Linked DNA regions of Mus musculus: region 1 is linked to region 2. Evidence: chromatin contacts called from public promoter capture Hi-C data. All regions are on one chromosome and are shown on one strand. The core of a region is the stretch at or near the end of the contact, and the rest is flanking DNA. Distances in the headings are between cores, read along the strand shown. Region 1 overlaps Fam189a2 (family with sequence similarity 189, member A2). Region 2 holds the start of Mamdc2 (MAM domain containing 2).

What was found. Promoter capture Hi-C pulls out the DNA fragments that hold promoters and counts their contacts.
Region 1: a contact with region 2 is called in a promoter capture Hi-C map of neural stem cells. A contact is called at or near these places in 2 of 39 promoter capture datasets (embryonic stem cells and neural stem cells), 1 of 130 datasets of targeted methods (embryonic stem cells) and 1 of 9 other capture datasets (embryonic stem cells).

The regions. Positions count from the first base shown.
Region 1 is chr19:23,970,969-23,978,435 of GRCm38.p6, reverse strand. It overlaps Fam189a2 (family with sequence similarity 189, member A2), which reads left to right. Exons shown (of 11, transcript NM_001114174.1): 9 at 322-474; 10 at 2,783-3,075; 11 at 4,805-5,686. The coding sequence ends at 5,011. Among named protein-coding and RNA genes, the nearest start is that of Fam189a2, 56 kb to the left of the region's middle.
Region 2 is chr19:23,444,747-23,451,736 of GRCm38.p6, reverse strand. Mamdc2 (MAM domain containing 2) reads left to right here and starts at 3,415. Exons shown (of 14, transcript NM_174857.3): 1 at 3,415-3,712; 2 at 4,044-4,157. The coding sequence starts at 3,679.

The DNA of each region.
Region 1 (7,467 bases), core at 4,191-6,690, 520 kb before region 2:
CTACTCTTGGAGGCGGCATCAGGATGTCTAAACAACCCTAGGAAACAAACCAAACTGATGCTATGGCACAGTCTCTTACTTTTGCCCCCTGGGCTTATCATTTTTCTTGTTTGCTTGTTTTAAGTGTGGCAGGGTGATTTGGAGAGGGAGGCTTTGCCATGGTGCTGGGAACTAAAAACTGACTGGGCCACCAGCCTAAGTAAATGTTATTAATTACAGTACTCTTGCCTTGGCAGGTTTGGGCCTACAGGTGTTTCCTGACCAACATTTTGATGGCTACAGCTGTTGAAATACTGTGTTTTTTATTTTATTTTAAATCAGGTGGGGCTCTTACTAACACGACTGGTGAAGAAAACACATCTGGATCAACTCCTATTCTCACTCTGGTTCAGCCTCCGAGAAGCCGGAGAGCTCTCCCCCTTCTGAGGACAAGATCAAAGAGCGACCCTGTGCTTCACCATTCGGAGGAGAGAGGTGATGTCACTCCTCAGGCTCTTGGTAGACCACTGAGATTTTTGGACTGGTGCTAAGTAGTGTTTAAAGCATCGGGTACAATCAGGTGGCTCTGGCCAGCTGAGGGCCCTCCTAGTTAAAGCAATATTTTGAGAGAAGTTGAGAGGCCATGGGAAAATAAGATAGTCTATGTTTATATTGGAAAGATACATGTGGTATTTTTTTTTAATTAAAAACATATATTTATTTATTGTTGTGTTGTGTTGTGGGGGGGTGGGTGGGTACACTACGGTGCATATGTGGAAGTTGGAAGACAAGCTGTTTGGGTCAGTTCTCTTCTTTTAATGTGGGTTCTGGGGACTCTACTCAGGTCGTCCTGTTGGAGGTAAGTGCCTTTACCTGATGAGCCACTTCACTGGCCCTGGCACTGTGTGGCTGGTGGGACTGTTCCTGAAGTCGTGGGTAACCGCATTTGGTTGCCCATGATGCTGTAAGATTATCAGGTGAACTGTCTCCCGATTCTCCAGTTGCTGGCACTTCTCTGAAAACCAGTCAAGGAGTGTATGGTTTTATTCTCTGGCTCTACAATTTTGTATTTGTTATCTTTTTCAGTGTGCTCTAGTAGTCTCAATTATTGGAATCTGACTATGTTTTATTTTTTTTAAACACTTTGGATACAGCGAAACATGTTACTTCATCTCCCTCCCTCATTGTTTTGAGTATAATAACATGGAGCCTCTTTTGAATATATGAATACCTGGACATCTATAAACATCTCTCACTAGAGAAAAGCATATAAAATTGAAGGAAGCAAAGGAATAGAGTAAACAGCTTTTGTAGTTCAACCAGCAGGGGCCTCTGGGGGACTTAGTCTAGTAGTTGTGTTCTGTTCTTCAGAAGCTCTCTGCAGACTAACTAGACATCCTCTAATCTTGCTCTCTCTGGACCTGTCTGGCCCCTTGTGGTCTCTATTCTGTCCCTCTGACAGTGAGTGTCATTTGTCACAGCTCTGGACTGACCATATGGAAGCCACAGAGAACCCTTCCCTGGTCCCTGCAGCAGCTTCCAGGCGGGGAGGAAGTCCTGCCTCCCAAGACGAGCTGTGTGTCTCTGCAAACCAGTAGGCTTGGCAGCCTGGCCTCTAGTTCAAAGCCCCACCTTCACTGTGGAGGTCCAGTATCCTACCTGGCAAGTTGAGTCTTCGAGCTGACCCTGTGCCAGCTTCTAGGAGCATGTAGCCGTTTGCACAGCAAAGGGAGGCTGGACCCCCCTTGCATTCTTCAGTCCTGTGGACGAGAGGACATTTACCTGGTGGCTTGTTTCACTGAGGAAGGCATTCAGTGAGCGAATGCAAACTACACTCTGTCTTCACACGGCTTTATCCCGTGTTTCTGGAAGACTTGTTGTCTGTAACGAGAACATGGCAAGCTGGAAGGGCAGCTTCTAACCCTGGGTCAGAACTCCTGTCTGCCTTTCTCCAGAGGAAAAGGAAACCTACCCTTCTTTCACCTGTCACTCCACCCTGTGCTTCCTGCCTCCTTGAATATCTGAATCTGTACTTATGCGGCCTTTACAAATTTGACAGCTGTGTGCACTGAAGCCTGATGGTGGCTTGTGGACACATGGAGATCAGACCCGAGGAATAACTTCTCCACCCAGTTCATGGTGAAATAGCTTCTTGCCAGTCTTTATCCCTTTACTGATGGAAGCAGCCATGGGAATTAGAGCCTGCAGTGGATTTTTTTTAGACCCTCTGTTGACTTCTGGAATGATGTAACTTTCTGCACCTAGGTTTTCTGTACTAGTCATAGATCTGCCTCACAGCCATGGTGTGAGCCTCAGAAATAGGCATCAATAGAGTGCTCCGAGGATGTTTAGGACCAAGGTACCGTGACAGCATATTTTCTGCTCATCCCACAAGTGTGTCATCTGTCTCTTCCTCTCTTTGACTCTTCTAAACCTACCTGCCCCAACATTCTCTCGTTGGTCCACCATCTTTTTCTTTCTGCTTAGCCATCCATTCCTATCTACTCCATGAAAACACGCTCCTCCGTGGTTTGCACTGTGGATTCTGTGCCGTGTCATCTGTCTTTGCCTTGGGGACTGTTTATGTGCCGTGGTTCAGTGTCTCAGCACACAGCCTATTGCAAGTGCACTTCACACAATAGAGCTGTGTTAGTTTCATTTCCCTTCATTCCTTCTGTTCTTCAAGATGGTGAGATGTACACGCATGACCTCGGGCATCTGCCAGATGTTGTCTACACTGAGATTTCTATGGTCAGTGTGCAGAGGGGCTTGTTCAATGGTGACATTTTGTCTCTGTCCACAGCTACCCCGGTGCTCAGCTGCGAAGCTGCAACGCAGACAGAAAGGAGGCTAGATCTCGCTACAGTGACTCTGAGGAGAGGCGCGAGGCCACGGGCATCAAGATGCAGACCCCGCTCTCTGATAGATTACAGGTCATACATAGACACGAAGCTGCTAGTGGCCAGGTTCCTGGAGCAGTCCTCCTGCAGCATGACTCCGGACATTCATGAACTTGTAGAGAACATAAAGTCTGTTCTGAAATCCGATGAGGGGCACATGGAAGAAGCCATCACGAGTGCCAGTTTCCTAGAGCAGGTACCACTTCGCACAGCCCCAGGCTTGCTTCCAGTAATCGGTGTCACTACTCATCGGAGGCAGAGAGAGAGTCCATGGTCAGTCTCCAGAGACCTGGAGGAGGAGGGGGTTATGTCCTCAGAGAGGAAACTAGAGAGCTTTCTTTCTGGGCTTCATCACTTTCCCACAGTGCTCTTGACCCAAGGGAAGAGAACCTCACTTTCTGGGCAGTGAAATATGCCTGGTAAAAAGCAAAGGATCTGGGCACTGTGGGGTTTACCATGCATATGAGTTCCTGAATGGGAGCTTGCCCGGGATGTGGTGTTTTCTCGGCTCTTGAAAATGATGGCAGACTGAAGCTCATGACTGGCAAGGGTCTAGGAGCTGTTCCCATGCCCAGTGAGTTGCTGGGCTACACAAGTTGGCCGATGGGACTTAGAGCAGTGGTTCTCACCCTTCCTAACGCCGCAGCCCTTTCATACAGTTCTTCATGTTGTGATGACCCTCCCCTTCCCCCACCATAACATTATTTTTTTTTTGCTACTTCATAATTGTAATTTTGCCTCTGTTATGAATGGTAATGTAATTATCTGTGTTTTCTAATGGTCTTAGATGACCCCTGAGAAAGAATCATTTGACCACCCCAAAGGGGTCTCAACCCATAGGTTGAGAACCACTGAATTAGAGGACCAAATAGCTTTCTCTCCATAGATTAAAAAAGTAAAAGGTGCCCTAAACTGAAGCCACTTTGGTAAAAGACCAAACTGGGCGTACATGGAGTCCATTTGGGCCTTGGGTTTCTCATCATTAAATGGAAGGGTTGGGCTAGGTAGTCTCCACCCCTGCGTCCCCAGAGAAGTAGAATTTCCTCCCAGCCAGAACTTCCTCTTTACCCATTTGAGAGCTGTTGTTACCGCTTGGCTGTTAATTCATTCTCCTGGGTCAGTGGAGTGGATGCTGTAGATGGTCTACCATAGTGCCTTGTGTTACCTGTTCTGAAACAGTGGCTTCCACTTGATTGTCCTGTGAGGCTTGGTGGCAGTGAGACTCCTGATTCTTTCCCACTGACAAAGTCACACACCATAGTGACATGACAGTTCAGCTTTCCACAGATCCTCCCTCGTCAGGCCTATCTGGGTGAGAACTATTCTATAGCACTGTAGTTTTGAGAAGTGAAGTGCTACTGTCCCGTGTTTAAGGTTATAGGACTCATTAAAGACAGGTCTGTAGAGCGTTCACACATAAAGTGTCCTGCTTCTTTACGCTGATTAGCCACGGGGTTAGCAGAGCTACCTGAAGCATCATTGCTTTTAATTAGCATTTTATAAATCTGATCCAGAACAGTGGTTCTGTGTCGGTTCTACCTGCTTCTTGTTAAAACTCCCCAGCTTGGAGCTGGGGAGATGGCTCAGTGGGTAAAATGTTTGCTGTGTAGGCATGAGGACCAAGAGCAGATTCTCAGTACCTATATAAAAACAAGGCACCGTGGCACCAGCCTGCAACTCTGGTGGATCCTGGTGGCTCCCAGTCTAACCATTGTGGCTAGCATCAATTGCAGTGAGAGACTCTCTCTAAAAACTAAGGTGGAGAGTGATAGAGGAAGATACTGAATGCAACTCCGAGACTACACATTCACACCCAATCGAGTGTACTGCATACAATAAGATCCACCAATGGTTGCAAGAGGGCGGGTCAAAAGGCCAGCGCTAGTGAGGCTAACATCTTCCCTTCTCCTCTTCTTTTCCCAAAGATAATGGCCCCGTCACAGCCCAGCACATCCCAGGCCCAGGAGTTGAGCTGGAGGAGACAGCCCGGCCTGCTGCACCTGCGCAGCTGTGGAGATCTAAGCACCTTCTCTCTGACAGCAAGGCCGAGAGCCGAGAGGAGGCCCCAGCAGCGAGCGGAGGCTGAGCGGCCACACAGCCTTATTGGTGTCATTCGAGAGACTGTCCTGTGAACTGAGTGACATGGAAGGATGTCCCTCCTCAGTGCTGTTTACTGTCTGGGAGCCAGGGGCACCCCTCCCCCTCCCCCCACTGGGAACCCCTCAACCGGGTTCCTGGGGTGGGCACTTATTCCTGTTCTTTGGCTCCCTTTTTTTGCTGACGAGGGCACTCAGGTGAACTCGGGTGAAGTACGTTCTTCCTGGCCCTTCCAGTCTGTGTGTTCCTGGTTGGAGAAGAAGGCAGGGAGGGCTCCTTTGTCTGCTGGGTCTCACAGTATCCCCAAGGGGTGCACACTGGGTGAGCAGAAAGCAGGCTCCCTAGCCTTTGCCTGCCTCACCCCTCATGGCTCTTGTTGTTGCCAAGTTCATTCCCTTGCTGTAAGGGGAGAGCTGCCGGGCTATTTATAGCAGCCTGCCGCCTCTGGCTGCTCAGTGAGAGGAATTGGCAGGAGACATGATGGTTAACACCATGTGACTCCAGTCTTCCAGCCTCCTTTAGGTTACCCTCAATCCCTTCCTCTTTAGGAAAAGCAGCAGACCAGCTAAGCGGTGTTTTGTTTTCTTTTCTTTTGTTTTGTTTTTAAATGAAGGACGTTAAGGGTGAGCACTATGGTTGAGTCCATTCCTTCATGCTTGCAAACTAGAAGACAGAACAGAGAATAAAGCGCTGGCGTTGGAAAGTCTGGACTCCATGTGTAGTGTTTGTGTGATCTCAAATGACCAGGCCTTAACTCATGGAGGGTGAATTTTGGGCTGTGGTGGCCAGGGTGCCCCTCTAGGCCACCAAACTAAGTTCATTTCCACAGTTCCAGAGCCCCATAGATAACAATGCATCAGGCAAATCCTGGGCTGAATTTAACAGGTTAGCCTGAATGGCTCTGTGGACCTGCATTCTAGTGGGGTATAAAGAGAAAGTCAGTAAAGCAATTACTGATAGTACTGATGCTAAGAAGTAAGGGGGTGGTCAGGGAGGGCTTCTCTGAGGAAACGACATTTGATCTTGACCTTGACTTTGAGGACCAGGGGAGACTATTCGAGACAGAGACAGAGGCCAGGCATACTAGTGATCACAGAATCGTTTTTGAAGGAGAGGTGGACGGAAGCCTGGCTAGCTGCAACCTATGTTAACGGTGAGATACCACGGAAATTTCTAACACAAACAAGATAAACTTAATCCTATTTCGAAATGATCACTGTGCTGGTGGGAAAGTGGTTAATTTAAATGGGAGAGGAGGCAAGGAAATGGACTAAGGCTGCCTGGGGCGGTGAGCGCTGGTTTTATTGGGCCCCGCCTTAGTACTATGATGAGGGTATTAAATTCTCATCTGGTGCTCATCACAGCCTATTTAGTGGGAGCTGCTATTTTCTCCATTTTATAGGATAATGATATTTCACAACTTGTCCAAGATCACACAGAAACCAAGGGGTAGAGCTGACATTCACACCCAAGTGGCCAGACTCGGGAACCTCTCTGTGTCCAGCTTCTCAGGTGGTAGTATTTGTGTTCCCGGTTGCGGAGCATCCTGCATCGTTCATGGGACCATAGCCTCCCCTGACTCTATCAACCATTCATATTAGAGTGGCCTCAGGGGTCACTGAGCTGTCCTGGAAAGTGGGCTTTGGAAACGTTGAGAAACGAAGGGCCGTGAGCAAGCTGGGTCTGGCTGAGTGCCTGAGTGAGGTGCATTAGGGGCCTCCTTCCCCAAGGGCGGTTTCTGTTGTTACCACCTCCGCTCCATCCTGAATGAGAGACACCTCTTCTGGCCTCTCTAAAAGTCCTCATTGTCACCATGTAGCTTTGCACCACAGCCTGGGCTGCTGCCCAAGGTCAAACCTGCTTTCTCTGTGAGTCACTGTGTATCACAAACCTCTGCTCTCACCGCTGGTCACTCACAGGGTAGACTGCCCAGGAACCGGGTCGGTCTTGCCACGTCCCTTGGCATTCTCTTCAGCCGCCTTTTTCAGGGGGAGGGCTAGGAATTCTCAGCCTACCAAGGGCTTCTCCCCATAGTTTGTAAGAGAAAGTACTGGCCACATCTCTGTGTGTGGCTAGACTTTTCATACCCTCTGCCCATAGCTGCAGCTCTTTCCAATCTCTTTCCCGACTCCCTTGCTGGTTGCCTTGGACCACTGAGTGTATAGCATGCCTTGAAGGCTCAGGGCAGATGGCTGGGTATCAGAAGTGTGAACCTTTGAGGCATGGTACAGAGATGCCCCCGTGTGTCCTGAGGACAGGGTGGTTGACAGACATAAGCCAGCAAGGAAAGACATGACACCTGAGGGCACCACCCAAAGGGCAGCAGGTGGTAGGGGGGCTGCCTCAGTTTATTAGAATTGCCTCTGCAGGGTCAAAATGTCTCATGGAAGTCTAGAACCTGAATGTGTTGGCGAAGGGTCCAATCTCTTCCTTGACCTCCACCCTCTTTGTAATATTGCAATATTGATGATACTACCGTATTTTATGAGTG
Region 2 (6,990 bases), core at 2,166-4,665:
CTTGCTCCTCGAGGACTCTGCGATGGGTGGTGTGTATTTTTCACCTCTTCCAGTTTCAAAGTTCCATACATTCCTGGGGCTGCCCAGCCCAGTTCCCTTTCCATCTTTATGTGATCTGCTGTACGTGTCTGACTTCCCTTCTGTCTCTTACAACACTTATTTACCATTGACTCAGGGCCCATCTGTTAATCCAGGGTGACCTCATCTCAACATCCCTAATTTTATTGCTTAAGCATATAGCCTCTCTGTCCAAATAAGGTCACATTCGTGGGCTTAAGGATATATGCATATCTCCTTAGGGAGGATACTGTTACCCTACCTTAGTTCCTAAATCTGTGTGCTCTTATTTTCAGCTGGAGCTTTATATATATTATTGATCTTTTGACTAAGCTAAGTCTTGAGGGATAGATTTCTGGGTCCCTGAACTCTGGGTCTTCCTTCCTAAATGATAAGATATTACTGCAGCTGTGCGGGCTCCCTGTTCAGTGACCAAAGAACAAAGACTGATGTACGGAACACCTAGATTCTCTAGAGTTTTTTTCTGCAACCCTCTGCCTGGCTTCTGCAGTACCTCTTCCTTCCTGTACAAAGGTCTGTGATGGGCACTTACTGACCATAAAATTATATACTGGGAGGAAATTTGACTTCCCCAAGTTTGTGCTAGTGACTAATGATACTGTTTTCCATAGGTAGTGTGGCCTTAAGGTTTTAAATCATGTTTTAATTATTTGGCTATCTTCCCAGGGCTTTTGGCATTTTTTTTTTGAAATTTACTTCCTTACAGCTTGTGACACACGAGATGAATTGACTATTTCAAATATTTTACAAGTACTTGAGCAAAGCAGCACCAGTTTGATAGTAGCTTGTGATTGACAGTGGCTTGTGAAGCTGAAAGCAGTCTTGAAGTTCAAATGGATTCACAGCTGTCTCTGAATGTCTGTATCCATCAGAGGGTGTCATCTCTGAGCAAGAAGCCAAAGTGGAAGGTAAGGTGAAGGAGGCACCTCAGCTGGCTGGGTTAGTCTTGTCTCCTCCACCTGTTGTCACTGGACTTTTTACCTCAGTTTCTCCATCCATTAAACGGGGCTTATTGCACTAGTCAACTTGCTGTTGTTGCAACAAATACCTGAGATGATCAACTTATAAAGAGGAAAGGTTTCTTTAGGCTTACGGCTTAGGAGTTTTCTGCTCAAACCACGGGAGAGGACATGTGCCAATGCAAAGCTGTTGAATTTATGGCCAAGATTTTGGAGAGAGAAAGAAGAACAAGCTGAGGACCCACCACCCCTCTAAGAGCCATGCCAACAACTTGAGGACCTCCCAGAAGGCCACACCTCTTAATTCTCTTCCATATAGCCTGTGGCACCAGGTTGAGAAACAACCTTTTAACATAAGGGACTTTCAGAAGCACTGTGGATCGAAACTGTAGCAACAACATAGCAACTTCTTATGAAGATCAAATGAGATTATTTCTATAAAATATCTGCAATGATGTATATAATAAACGTTCTCTTTTCTCTCCTACCTGAGGGAATGTATATAAACACAGTGAGTAACATTCCCCAAACAAGTTTCTGATCCTTTGAGCCATAACTTACAGAAAATTCATGAAAATATGTCTGAACTTCAAAGACGAATCCCAAACACTTTTTCAAATTATGGAGGTGGTTATTGGATTTTCCACTACTAAAGCAACACTGGAGTGATGACCTAACGGGGCAGCAAGCCATCGGTGGGGAAGAGCATTTTGAACAGTGGAGATGGCTAATGTAACATCCTGTGAGAACACAACTGGACTGTTTGGCAGGACAGAAACAAACCAAGTGTTGAGGGCTGACAACGAGGAGATAAGAGGTTTGGCTAGATGTGACAGGTCCTTGTGAAGAATTTGGATTTCGGTAAATGATATGGGAACTTGTGGCTTCTTGGGAAAAGGCTATTTTTGTATTGAGGGGAAGCCCTTACAACTCTAGTTAGAAGGCAGTGTGGTAGGCAAGGCTTAAGAAGGGAAAAGAGCAGGATGATGAGGCCACTGTGGTATCCCAGGGCAGTAAACATGCCAGCAGCGACCAATCAGGGCCTGAATATGAACATGGAGCAGGTGGGTACCTGGTGTGATGTCAGTCCGGAACAGGCAAGATTTGGCATTGTCTTGGGAAGAGGAGAGCTTTCGGGCCTGACTCTAAATTCTCAAGTTTTTCTGTCATCAGCAATTGGAAAACAACGCTGTTAACTAAGGTGGAAAAGAGGAAGTTTGACATTGTGAACCATTCTCCTTGAGACCTGTTAAGTCCAAGACAACTTGCAAGCATCCACTCGGATAATGGTCAGGTGATAGTGAGACAGAAGCCAGCAGCTACTGTGCTTCCCCAGCATCATCAGTCATCAGCCTCTGATATATGCGGTGATGTCTAAATGTGAGGGACGAGGTAAAGCGCCCAGGGAGTGGTCAGAAAAGGCAGCAAGAGATTAAGGACGAGCTTCAGTCAATCCAGTGTCAAGGGCCAGGGAGAAAGGGCATCCAGGCCCAACAAGACAGCTGCTGTGGAAGGTAGGAAAAACAAGCTTGAGAGGTCAAACTGAAGACAGTGAGCAGAGCTTTGACAGCTGAACAGGAGTGTTTTAGACCAGCGGTCCTCAGAAAGTGGGTCCGGGCCAACCTCAGCTGGAAACTGATTAGAAATGTACAGAATCAGGAGTCCCACCACAGAAATACTGGATGAGGGACTCAAACATGGGCCTCTTTAGGGGATTAAAAATAAGCCTACTCTAGACACAGAAATGCCTGCACAAGCATACAAAGGGGATTAAGAAGCAGAAAAAAACTAATATACTTTTAACTATTTGATATCAGGGAAATGACCCTCTCCCCAACCTTCCATTAGAATGGCTGTTTGCAGAAGAGGACTGCCCCCCCCCCCCATTTCACTGGACCAGGGAACGCTGAACATCAAGCATGCCAGACATTCTTCTGCCCAAAAGGAGTGTGTGTGTGTGTGTGGGGGGGTACTATTCCAGGGTTAGCAACACTGGGTCGAACGCTCTGAGAATTAAAATTTATCCCACGCCCACCATATCCAAAATTTCCTCTAGAAAGCCCTAAGAGAATTCCATTCCTTTCCATTCTAAAGAAAGGTGGTTAAAATTAGGGACACACACACACACACACACACACACACACACACACACGAGAGAGAGAGAGAGAGAGAGAGAGAGAGAGAGAGATAGTTACAAGCTACATGCAGGGAAAGCTGTCCCCTGAAATAAGCTGTTTCCCACCGTGGATGGGCGGGGCAGGAGTCTCTGGTCTCAACCCAGCAGAGGGACTGCCCCTTCTAAGTGTATGCAAGAGGTCTGGTCCCCAGCTTTAAAATTCTGGACGAAGGCACCACTTGCTGACCTCTCCTCTCCCCCAAGTGGTGGCTGGCCCTTCTCAAGTGTGCAGTTGTCTCCTCCCTGTCCAGTCCGGCAGTCGCCCGGGGCCCAACCGGGCTACGAGTGGCCGGACGCTACAGCCTTGCGCAGCGCGCTCTGCTCCTCAGACTCTTCGAATTTGAGCAGCCTGTGGCATCCCCCAGCAGGTCCCCCAGCTCCTTGCCTAGCACCCTCCCTTCCCTAGGAGCAGCGGGCCACAGTGAGCCAGCAGCCCTCGCGGGTCCTCCTGCCTGAAGTTCAACTATGCTACTAGAAGGGGTCCTGCTGGTAGTGCAAGGTAAGAACCAACAGGAGACCCCCCCGGGGAGGGCGTCCTGGAAACTCGCTCCCTCTTGGGCTGTCAGGGTGGGGTTCTGGTGTCCGCTCCGCCATCCAACAGCTCTTCTGGACAATTCTCAGCCACTAAGCTCCCGGCTCTCCCTGGTCAAGCACGGGATGGGGGTGGGTATGGAGTTGCGCAGAGGAGGGTCCCAGGAGTGTTGAGGGAGGTCAGACATCCTTCTCTCTTTCCTTCCCACAAGACTCCCCGAACTTCACCAGGTAGTCCCCAGGGCTAGTGCAATACTACCAGGCAGAAACCCAAACTGAAAGTCCCTTTGTGCCCGCAGCCTTGCAGCTTGCCAATGCCCTAGACCTGCCCGCTGGCTCCTGCGCCTTTGAAGAAGACACGTGTGGCTTTGACTCCGTGTTTGCGTTTCTGCCTTGGATACTAAATGAGGAAGGTAAGGGGACTTCGTAGAAAGATGCTCGAGGTGAACTTTCTTCACGTCTTGTTCCTCCCAACCCCCCGGAAGTAAAGATATCTTGGAGTTACTTCCCTTTGGGAGGAAAAGTGTGTGAGTCATGAAACCTCCTTCCAACTCTCCTGCAGCAAAGAGTGGCCAGGGAAACCACGGGAAAGGGGGCGGAGGGGAACAGCTGTGTACCTGGCTCTGAGCATGCGCTCCTACCCCCAGCACACCCTATTGAAAGGGACAAAGGGGATTCTGCTAATGATTGTTGCCCCTAGCCGTGTGCCCCCTGCAGGCTGATAGCCTTGCTAGTCTCAGTGGCTACTTGCCCGAGCTGAGATTGTCAAACGGACTAGCTCACAGGAAGCTTTGCAGAAATTTTCCACACGGTTGTGAGCGTCCTCTGTGCTAAGCTCTCCCACTTTGGTCCACCCACAGCAGTTTTACCTGTGATTCATCCTTTCCCATTGTATCTAATTCAGCACTGGACAAAAGAGTTAACTCCACCACGGAGTCCCTGAAGCCACTGGGCTAGGGCCAATTGATCAGTCACATTACTCTGCACCGCTGGGGTTCCGGTGACAACGTTTAAGTGAAAAGGAGTCTGTGATGTGTTTTCTTACCCTTCATTGTTACAGTAAAAAAAAAAACAAACATTCCAGTAACAAGCACTGGTGTCCCTCTCCTTTCCTTTCTTCGCTCTTATCACCATCATTTTGAAACGTGTTACTTTGGACCATTTATTTGGACTTAGAGTAGACTCCCTTAGAAGACATGCTGCTGTATAAAGGAAGGCCGCTGAGCATTCTCCCAGCTCAGGCAACCTTGGAGTTCAAGTCATCCAGCCTGGCTCCCTGGAACTGGACGCTTGCTTAGGACGGAGAGCTGTGACCACAGTCCTTCCTGCCCATGTGACTTTGGGAGCCTTGCCTGTGTGAGCTTCCCTGACCCGCACAGGTGGCTGATAATAGCATTCATATGAGAATCTGAGCCTTCAACTAGTCACATGGTTGACTGAGTGGCCAATACTGAACCACAGCTGGGGGCGGGGTGGGGTGGGGGACACAGAAGATACTAAGTCAATAGTCATCTCTTGTCTCCAACACTTGCCAGGTCTTAAGTGTGGTTTATTTAGGTTTATGTGAGAAAGATGTTTAAGGGGTCCCTGTCTTGCTGGTGGTTTCAAGAGAAGAGTTTAAGCTTGTCACCCCCTTCGTTATATTCCCTGTTCTGATTGGGTTTGAAACATTTTGAATGATGACTCTACCTATGCTATGGCAGTGACTTTGAAAGCATTATTCTCAGTTTATAAGGCTTCTCAAATGCCTTCTGGTTTGAGAAGGTCTCAGGATGACCTGGCAGGCATGTTCCAGCAGTTTCCTATCCCTTCTTGAGAGTCTGATTCAGTGGTCTGGACTGGGGCCTGAGAATTTCTCACGTTCCAAGATACTGGGACTGCTGCTGTTTCTACTGATCTGGGAACCACACTTTGAGAATCCTAGACTACCACAGTATAGACACACACACACACACACACACACACACACACACACACACACACACCACCTATACCCATACCTAAGTCATTATGTCACTAGCCCCAAGTAAGACCAGGATCAAAATGAGCCCCTCACCTGAGAGCAAACATTGCCCTAAGTTCACTTGTCTCAAGCTGCTGTGGGCCTAGGAAAAGAGAAATCTCTCTCTCCCTCTCTCCCTCTCCCTCTCTCTCTCTCTCTCTCTCTCTCTCTCTCTCACACACACACACACACACACACACACACACACACACACACACACAAACACACAGCCAGGACTCTGAGTCCTTGCATGTTCACTATGGCCTCCTGTCAGATCAAACTTGCTTCCCATCCAAAATCCTGGGCGAGCATGCTGCTGCCTGCTGAGTGCTAGGGCCTCCCAGACTGGCAGGAAGTGCTGCACAGCACTGGCATCTCTACACCAGTGTGACCGTTAAACAGCCCCCTCCAGGGAAAACAGGAAGACGCTTATAGGAAAAGGTGATTAGAGTTTAATCACATAATAAATGCACTGTGGCTCTCTCCCTTTCTTTCATGTAGCCAGTGCTTTCTGGCTGGAGGCTAGGACCTCTGGCTTGGCTAGGGGACATTAATTCATCCTGTCCTGAGGACTCCAGGGCAGAGCAGACAAGTTGAGCTTCTATTCTACAGATCCAAGTCTCAACGGCTGAAATTTGGACACAACTGCCCTTTGCACACTCCGAGGCTGCAAGGCAGATGTGTGCCAGCTGCTGTACTTGCTGGTGACACAGTGATCACTGAGAATTCCCCTTACTCTAGATTGGGAAATTAAAATGATAAAATTGCCCCGGGTTAAAATTTGGGAAGCTATTTGAAAACCTGCGCTTTATTGCAGAAACCCTTTGAAACAGAGTCCAGACACTTCTGTGGGCTGCATTCACCACAAAAGCTGTGAATGTCACAGACTTTTACCCACAAGTCCTTGCAACACAAATAGAACTTCCTATATGTCCTTGGTCAGTAGGTTAACCTACAGTGGAGTGAGCAATGTCAATGCCCAGTGAAGAGTGAATTCCAGAAATCAATTTGTAAATTAGGATCTCCTAAAGGAGGGTCTGGGAATAATTAACAAAAACTCTAAGCCACAGGATCACTCCCCTGCTGTGGGAAACTATGTGAGGCCCATTTCTTCATTTATCTGAGTACTAGGTTTCTACACATTTTTAGACCACCTAGTTCATAGTCATTGTGTTTCTCTCTCTGTGTGTGTAGACACACACACACAGACACACACAAATGCATATATATGTATATATAAATTT